Regions from separate parts of the Mus musculus genome. Here regions 2 and 3 are each linked to region 1. The links are chromatin contacts, called in public Hi-C maps. All regions are on one chromosome and are shown on one strand. The core of a region is the stretch at or near the end of the contact, and the rest is flanking DNA. Distances in the headings are between cores, read along the strand shown. Region 1 has its middle 21 kb from the start of Gm16158. Region 2 holds the start of Arrdc4 (arrestin domain containing 4). Region 3 has its middle 120 kb from the start of Arrdc4.

Region 1 (2,959 bases), core at 134-2,633:
GCTGCTGAGACACTCCTGGAGACTTTTGCCTTCTGGAACCTTTCCCTACATAAAAGTTAAAAATTACATTTTGCTACTTTGCTGTTATGAAGTTAAATAGTATCTGGGGCAGACTGCAGTTTTTCCTTCACATTTTAAATCCGATCAGGACACTCTCATGAGCCTTAGGTGCTGTGCTTATTAATAAGGCCCTTAATGCATAATCCCACTCAGAGAATTATTTTTCCCCCAGTTTGGCTGTGTGTATCAGAGGGCAGGCTCTCAGAGTATTGACCGCTCCTGACTGCATGAACACACCGGAGCCATCTTTTGGCCCAAGTGCCAGACAGAACTTGGTGCTGAGGACTGTAGTATAAGGAAGGACAGATGGAATGGTGTTGGTTGAACCAGGGCAGAAGCTGTGCTGTGGAGATAGATCTTAGCACAGACCGCCTCTGGTACAAGTGCTGTAAAGATGTCCACCTTGCCAAGGTTCTGGGAATGCAGGTGGTGGCCCTTAAAGGCTTCGCCGGCTACTTGGGTGCTGTGTTTGGATCCTATTGCCTTTGTGACCAAGGTCTGGGCCTGCCATTACCCCATGGTGGTCCTGCCTGCTGTGTGGGATTAGGAAAGACAGGTCCAGTGCTTAGCACTGTTGCCATCCCTTTCTTCTGTCCCTGAGCTTTTCCTAAAGAGTCACAGGCTGAGAACCACAGAACTTTGCCAGTCCAGCCAGAGCAAGATCAGCGCAGACCTTTGCGGAAGAGCTTTGCAACTGTGCTGACAGAAGTAGCAGTAGCCTAGGTAGGGAAGTGGATTCCTAGGCCCTACCCTAGACAGACGGCAGCCCAGAGTTCTGGCTGAGCTCCTGTGTACTCTCTGAGTTTTTACCCAAGGATGCAATCTTCTGGAAGGCCTCCAGCATCAGGCCCATGACCCGCCTGAAAATTGAGGGAACCTGGCTACAGCGGCCCCTTTAGGACCCTTAGCAATAACAAGACAAGTAGGTTTTTGTGATTAGTTTTGTTTTTGCCTTCCATACGGAGGTGGAAGCAGAAGCTGGTAGGTTTAAAACTGTAAAATGTAATTTACTATGCGAGTTGATCTTGACGGTCCAGGAGATGCATGGAGCAAGAATTGCCACTAGATGGCGCTGCTGCACTTCCCTGCGGACTCTGCACATCGATTCTAATAAGGTTTTCCTGGATCCCACCGGAGTCCTAGTTAAAAAAAAAAAAAAAACCAAAACGACGCGCCACTGTGAGTTGAGGCCTATTTCACTAAGATACCCAGGAAATGATATAAAGTCACGAGGCTTTGGCTGGGGGCAACTGTGGGATTGTAGCAGGAAAGCCATGTAGAATGTTACAGATCTCCCTGTCCACAGTACTAGCTTCAGCCGGGTGGAGGAGCAGTTAGAGAAGCGGAGATAGGCTATTTTCTTTTACAGGGAGCTTTCTGATCTGATCGAATGCCTCCTCTTTTTGTGCCAGCTTTGATGAAGTTGATATTGGCCAGGGACCCCCTAGAAGGCCTCTAGAGAAAAAAAGTCCTATTTGGGCTTGGGCATGGGAGTGTGTGGGGGAAGTGGGGTGATAGGGTCAGGCTGGAACTGGGCTTAGATTAGTTTGTGCCAGAGCACAGTGTGGATGCAGAGACTGAGCGTGGGGCTGTAGGGGGCTGCTGGGTGACTCAGTGACAAACCCATGATAGTAATAAGCATAAAGACACCCACCCAAACTACCTCATGGAATCCAGCCTCTCTGCAGCTAGGAGGACGAGAACACAGTGTCCGGTTCACAGATGGGAAACACTGGACGCTCAGGCCTGAACCACAGGGAGGGAGGGAGGGCAGGGCTCAGGCTTCTTCTTTTTTTTTTTTCTCAGACCTCCCTCCCTCCCTCCCTCCCTCCCTCCCTCCCTCCCTCCCTCCCTCCCTCCCTCCCTCCTTTTCCTTTCCTTTCTTTCTTTCTTTCTTTCTTTCTTTCTTTCTTTCTTTCTTTCTTTCTTTCTTTCTTTCCTCTTTCTTTCTTTCTTTCTTTCTTTCTTTCTTTCTTTCTTTCTTTCTTTCTTTCTTTCTTTCTTCCTTCCTTCCTTCCTTCCTTCCTTCCTTCTCTCTCTCTCTCTCTCTCTCTCTCTCTTTCTTTCTTTCTTTCTTTCTTCCTTTCTTCTTTTCTTTCCTATTTTCTTTATTTACATTTCAAATGTTATTCCCTTTCCTAGTTTCCCCTCCGAAAATCCCCTATCCCCCTCCTGCCTCCCCCTGCTCCACAACCCACCCACTCCTGCTTCCTGGCCCTGGCATTCCCCTATACTGGGGCATAGAACCTTCACAGGACCAAGGGCCTCTCCTCCCATTGATGACCGACTAGGCCATCCTTTGCAACAAGAGCTTGCTGACAGGAGCCTGATAAAGCTGTCTCCTGAGAGAGAGGCTCTGCTAGTGCCTGAGAAAATACAGAAGTGGATGCTCACAGCCATCCATTGGATGGAGCACAGGGTCCCCAATGAAGGAGCTAGAGAAAGGACCCAAGGAGCTGAAGGGGTTTGCAGTCCCATAGAAGGGGTAGGGTTTCAAACAGGCCTGATTCTATGTCTTCTCCCTTAAAGCCACTGCCCTCAAGGATCAAGTAGTAGAGGCTGCAGGAAGCCCTGGTGTCCCTGTGGAGGAGGCTTCTCCTGCTGGAGGGCTTGTCGGGATTCATCTCCACTCATTGCCATCTGGGCCACAAAGGAGCCACAAGGCCCCAGGACATGCTGTGCATCTGGAAGCTCCATCTAGGGCCCCATGGGCTCTGCGGGCCCTGTGGGTTCCTGGGAGGCCCGGGGGTGGGGGTGGGGGTGGGGGAAGGATACCAGCTCACAGAAGCAAACACTGAGATTAAAAGAAGGGGTTCAGCCCCTCTACCATGCTCCCACCATCCCCAGCTCCCTGAGAGACCTGGCTGGCCGCCATGTCTTTAGGATAGGCTGATCCTCT
Region 2 (2,959 bases), core at 237-2,736, 370 kb after region 1:
TCTCATCCTTACAGGCGCAGGGGCCGAATCTTAAACAGAAACCTGGTTACCTCTCGCTGCCACGGCCTTCCCTCCAGTCAGCCACCTTTAACATCCTTGTTGGTTATTAATCACTGGGAGAAAAGACTCCTGGAATCCACAGTGAGGAAAGGACATTAAAGCAGGTAGAGCTCTCACCTGCCACACCCCATTATCCAAAATACAGCTCTCGTTAGGCACATATTTGAGGATTTATCTGGACACCATTGTACTTCTCCACAGGAGGATACGATGCACTAGGTAGTAAGCTTAAGGCATTTGATAGGTCCAAGATGATGAGGCAGACAGATAGAAGTTTACAATAGTTTCCACTGAGAGAAGACTGACTCACGGTTACTAGCATTTTCATGATGAAATGCAATCACATGAACCCAACATACATATGCATGGGCACTTCTGGAAAAGTCAGAAATGGCCCAGATGGCAGGCATTGTCTGCAAAGGCCTTTCTGAATGGGGAGAGGTAAGAGGAAGGGGAGCTACAGCAATGGATGGCTCTTAGTGAGATTCATGTTCCCCAGTGAGGAGACACTTCTCTCGAACTACCCAAGTACCACTTCCCTTTTCCCAAGATTTAGTTTTCTGTAAATCATCATGAACCCGGGAGTGTCTAGGGCCAGGACAGGCAGGAGCAGCAGGCCATCAAACTCTGGGCACCACATAACAGAATGTCACCAATTCCACCTTCCATGCCTCCAGGTGAGGAAGGACCTAGAACCCAGACAGTCAGATGGCGGGTTTCCATGGCAACGATTCTGTAATAGGTTACTAGAAGATCGCAGGAAGCTAAGTTCAAAGGTACACACCAACACAAAAGGGTCTGGCCTCCTCCTAGAAGCCAGGTAGGGGCACAGGCTTGGCCTCCTGCCCTTCCCCCGTGACAGCAGATGACTCCCCTTCCAGAAGCTTCCCTCAGTGCCACCCAGCACCCAGGGACGCGCCCCTTCCCGCCCCCCTCCCTGGGGATCTCCAAGCTCACCAGCTGGGGCCTCCAGCAGACTCAACCGCAGGTTCAAGTATTCCACTTCTGAGGAGGCTGCGGGAGAGCCCCCACCGATGCAGACCCTGGCCCCAGCGCTCGGGCCCCAGGCAGAGGTGGCACGGCCCTGGGCCTCCAGGCGCAGTCCGCGCAGGGCCACCGGCTCTGCCGCCTCCAGCAGCACGTGCCCGGCCACTGTCTCGCCGCTTGAGTAGCAGCCCTTGCTCTCATCTTCGAACACTAGCCCCAAGCTCTTGACACGGCCCCGAGGACCATCGGCTCCCGCCTCGCCTCCCATTCCGCCAGGCGATGCGGCTCTGCCACCAAGATCCGCAGTGGCCCCAGGTCGGGGTAGCCGGCTCCGCGACGCTGCTGTCACGGGCGCCGGCCGCACACCCAGGGCCACTACGGCCACAGCGCCCAGCCGGGTGAAACACCCGCACTGGGGCCCTGTCTCTTTAACACACCCCACTGGGACTGGAAAGGGGCTGACACGGCCCGCCTACAGAGCACTGCCATTGGCCAGTCGCGAAACCTGCTTCTTTCCCATTGGCTGTACATGGCCACTTAGTCATTTCATTGGCGCCCCCACACCAGGCTGAGCAGGACGGTGGTGCGTGATCAGGAGGGCTTCACCAATCGGGAGACACCATAGTGCACGTGCACAGGACCTTTATTGGTGGGAGCAAGGCACAGTCCTGGGCCACAGACCAATAGTGAGGCAGTGCGCCCATGTGGACAGAGGATGGGAAACAATATCTGTTAGGGAGGGGGCGGTTCCCGGCTCACCGGCGCATTGGTGTCAGCGTTGCTATGGTTATAGTGGGGGCGGGCTTTCCAGCTCAGAGAGGCTAGAGTAGTTTGTACTAGAACATGAACTTGTGGCTGCAGCAGGCCCAGTTTAAGATTACTTCTGCAGAGTGCCCAGCAAAAGGTTTCTTGGAAAATGGAACTCAGGAGTCTCGCTTTATGCTGGCTGCCTTGGAACTTTAAAGCAGATATCAGAATCTGCTAACTTTCATGATTCTGAGCCACACCTCTTTGGGTCTCAGACAGAATTCCTGTACTAGCTGAGAGCCAATGTCTTGGAAGAATGCTGTGATTCTTAGTGCTTTTGTCCTGAGAAGTTCTGTTCCTGGTTGCTGAAGTCCAGCCAGACTCCGTCTCTGGTTCTTCTGCCTCTAAATAAGGTCGTGGTTTTAAAACAGCACCTGCCACTTATTGGTGCTGATGCAAACAGAAGGACTCCATTATTGACTGAATAATACTCTATTTGGTCGTTATATACATGCATAAGTTGTAAAGTGTGCAAATATTATGTCTGGAAAAAAAGATCGATACTTGACACACAAGTGCCCCACCCAAAAGGATTTCGTAACCCCGGGATCATAGTCCTAGAACATGCCCAGCTGTCTCCGTGACTTGTTCCCCAAACCCACAGCTCTTCTTGCTGGTTTCTTTTTAATTCACACCGTTCTAGATAGCCTTTTGGTATCTAGAATATTTAAATATGTGTAATTATTTGTCTATCAATTTGTAATCCTTTATTTCCCCTCGTTAAAATTCTAAGTGCGTAAGCTGTTATCAAGGTTTGATAATTGAAAATTGAAACTGAAGGATATTTTCTTTCCAAGGCTCTGAAAGTATAGGTTGTTTTACTGCACTCTTTTGAGTTTAGATGATCAACACGGGCATTTTTATTGTTATCTATCTATTTATTCATTTGTATAATATTTCTATTCTTGAAGAAGTCCATGCATGCATGCAGTATATTTGCTCATATTCTACCCCCATTCCTCCCCTAACTCCTTCCAAACGCATACTTACCTCCATATTCTAACTTCACGTCCTCTTTTCAAAATTGTTGATTTAATTTAAAGTGTGGTTTGCTGTCATAGAGCTCACTGGTGCTCTATCTGTGCTGCTCATACATTTGAGCAGA
Region 3 (2,959 bases), core at 139-2,638, 260 kb after region 1:
TATATAAACTTCCATAGAATTTCTGGGATAGAATCACTGCATAAATACTTACACCCCCTCCTCTGAAATTAGCACAGCTCTTGGACAGTTCATGATCCTGCTATCTTGGAACTCCCCAGTGGGACTGAGTTCCAGTTGCTGAGAACAGTAATTAACCCTACACGCACGACAGTCGTCAGTGTGCTCTCTCCTCTTCCCTGTCTCATCTTTGTGCTCCATGAGAGTGTTTAGGGTGTGAGATTTTGGCCTATTATGGCATGAACTGTGCTTGTTTCTCTTATTATATGTTGAAGCATAAGTCTCAGTGTTCAAGAATGCTACCCCATTTGGAGACAAGGTTATTGAAGAGGCAATGAAGTTCAGATGAGATCCCGGGGAAGTGTGTGATTTTGCCCCAGGTCTGGAGCTCTTATGACAACCTCAGTGTAGACATAAATACGGGGGAAGAGGACAAGAGAAGACATGGGGAAGCCAGAGAGCTAAATGTTTGTGTGAAGGGCATTAGAAGAAACCAGCCTTGCTGATACCTTGCCCAACAACTAAAGCTTGGACTTCGGCTTTCCAGTTCTATGAGACAGTAATTTTTTTTGTGAATAAATCATACAATCTGTGGTGCTTTGTTATGGCAACTATAGCAAATGAATTCTGATTTACCACCGAATAAAAATAGCTTTGCTTGACTCCTGGCCTGCTAAAATAGGAACGAGGCCAAGAAGATGGCTTTTCCATTTGTCCTCTCAACTTGTTGGAAGGGAAGGCTTTGCTGTCTTTTTAAACCGTTTAGAAAGAGGAATTCCATAAAAATAACTTGAAGATGGTTTTGTATCAATATCCTTACTCCTTCTGGCCCCAAACCTTGCTCCCCCTAGAAGGCCTGCAGAGGACCCTTGAGCTCTCAGATTTAGCAATACTTTCTGGCTCATCTGGCCCTAGAAGAACATCGGCCTGAGTGTGGTACTTTGGCTGACTTATGTATAGCAAGCAGGCCTTGGTGCTGCCTCCCAGAGACTGTATACTGGCCATAGCAGTGTCTCATCTGGTCCCTGGGGCTATTTATGTAATGTTACATTAAGGATAGCAGATGAGTAGAACCCATTTAAAATTCTACCACTTATTCTTTCATTCCTGAGGGAGGTCAGAGTCCATTAAAAGAGAACAAAGTATGTGAACTTGGAGATCTGCAAAAAGATTAAGAGGGTAATGCTTGAGAAGAAGAACCCTGACCTCACCAATTGCAAGGGACTGTGGGTATGTTGGTATCCAGAGGCATGAACCACAGTAAGCAGGGGAGGAGGGGTTGTGGGATGCTGGGGGCCTTGAGAGTACCTAAGGTAAGTAGTGCGAATGAGCTCTTCAGGGAGCACACTCAGAATTGTGGCATGCTAATGTCTGTGGGCTGGGAAGATTTATCGTGGCTAAGTGGCTTGCAGTGCTTGGAGACAGATGCATCCCTCTTTCAGCAATGCGGCCAGATCATCTGTTTTGCTTTCTTCATAAATATGTCTCCCTGCATGTCGACCGGGAGAGATTTGGAAATAAAACAAAAAGGCATTTTCTATGGGGCATGGGAAACCTTAATTTATCACCAGCTTTTCCACCAAATGAAAACAATTTGCTTTTTTGTCTTCAAAGACTGCTGAACAAATGTTTCAAAAACTGCAGTAGATTATTGCAATTAGTGTGCCCACTTTTTAAGAACTTACCCATAGATGGACAGGTGTTCTGAAAATGTTTTCATACATTGGTCTCTGTAAAGGTGGAAGGAATGTGGAGCTGCCTTGGAAGGGTTTCCTGTGCTCTTGGTCTTTTTTACATAAAGGTGTAGACTTTCTTCAGCTGGTTTAGTTGCTACCCTTTGGAGCTGGGCTTGGGGTGAGTGTCCGGGTGGCCTCTGAGAGGATGCTGAGAAATGCACACATTCCCAGTGCCCATCAGTGTGATGGTGACATTGTTGTACAGTTCATTAAGCAAAGCCCACCTTCTTTCGGTCAGGCTACTGAGGGGCTACTTTCTCATTCGCTGCTCTGTCTTCCCCAAGAAGAGACACTTAGCTGAGCACTGGATATTGAGCTCACAGGGAGATTACACGCCCCCCCCCATTCTCTAAAAATCTGAGTCAAGCTTGTGGCTTATATGTAATAAGTGTATAACAATTTGAGGCAAATTTTTGGCGCTAAATGTGGTTTCCGTTTTCTCTTTGACTTTTGTTTCAAACGTTAGTTTGCCTTATGATGTGTAATCATGCACTCCCCACCCCAACATGATGGAGAAGATGCTTTGACATGTCTGAATTTCTCTTCAAGATCAAGGTGCTCATGGCCCGGGGTCAAGGGGTACTTCCTGCTGATTATTCCAGAATGTCACTCTCCAAAAATTGTTCTGTCCTTGAGTCTTTAAGAGACAATCTCACCCACTCCAGGCCTTGTATTCTCCCTGGTGGCAGCCTGCACATAGAGAATGCTGGATTGGGAGGTGCTAGGGTCTGGCAACCATGTCTCCAGGACAGTGGCTCTCTTAATACATCTTGTGGTGGTCACCAAACCATAAATTATTTTGTTGCTACTTCATGACTGTAATTTTGCCACTGTTACAAATAGTAATTTAAATAGCTGATATATGGGATAGCTGATATGCAATCTCTAAAAAGATAGTGTCCTACAGGCTGAGAACCACTGCTATAGGACATGGAATATCATTCAGGACAACTGAACCTCTGAGCTCCCTATAGGGAATCCTGAGAACTCTCATAGCTCTCCTGTGACCTCTCAAAACCTTCACTCTCTAGCTCAAAGTTTGTGTGTGTGTGTGTGTGTGTGTGTGTGTGTGTGTGTGTGTCAGACTCAACCAGCAGTCATTGGTGCCAGCAGAAGGATGTCAAAACAGATTCTAAAACAGGAATTTAAATAGGAGGCCCACCAGTCAGCTGGGAGCACAACCCTTAGCTCAAGGTAGATGGAGT

The links. A called contact is a pair of places that touch in the nucleus more often than the background predicts.
Region 2: a Hi-C map of uterus shows a contact between it and region 1. The contact joins the promoter of Arrdc4 here to the enhancer-like site in region 1. A contact is called at or near these places in 1 of 39 promoter capture datasets (embryonic stem cells), 1 of 15 datasets of contacts at CTCF or cohesin (the NIH/3T3 cell line), 7 of 484 Hi-C or Micro-C datasets (the HL-1 cell line, LSK cells, cortical neurons and 2 more) and 4 of 115 datasets of contacts at active chromatin or transcription factors (astrocytes and embryonic stem cells).
Region 3: a Hi-C map of uterus shows a contact between it and region 1, with 5 times the contacts expected there. The contact joins two enhancer-like sites. A contact is called at or near these places in 5 of 484 Hi-C or Micro-C datasets (cerebral cortex, cortical neurons, nephron progenitors and 1 more).

The regions. Positions count from the first base shown.
Region 1 is chr7:68,373,073-68,376,031 of GRCm38.p6, forward strand. No RefSeq gene overlaps it. Among named protein-coding and RNA genes, the nearest start is that of Gm16158, 21 kb to the left of the region's middle. Within about 2 kb of position 1,384, at least 30 of the 459 cell types and tissues checked have an H3K27ac peak or open chromatin away from gene starts, as enhancers often do. A contact at or near this core is called in uterus, where this site is marked.
Region 2 is chr7:68,747,752-68,750,710 of GRCm38.p6, forward strand. It overlaps Arrdc4 (arrestin domain containing 4), which reads right to left and starts at 1,487. Exons shown (of 8, transcript NM_001042592.2): 1 at 1,018-1,487. The coding sequence starts at 1,315.
Region 3 is chr7:68,631,378-68,634,336 of GRCm38.p6, forward strand. No RefSeq gene overlaps it. Among named protein-coding and RNA genes, the nearest start is that of Arrdc4, 120 kb to the right of the region's middle. Within about 2 kb of position 1,389, at least 2 of the 459 cell types and tissues checked have an H3K27ac peak or open chromatin away from gene starts, as enhancers often do. A contact at or near this core is called in uterus, where this site is marked.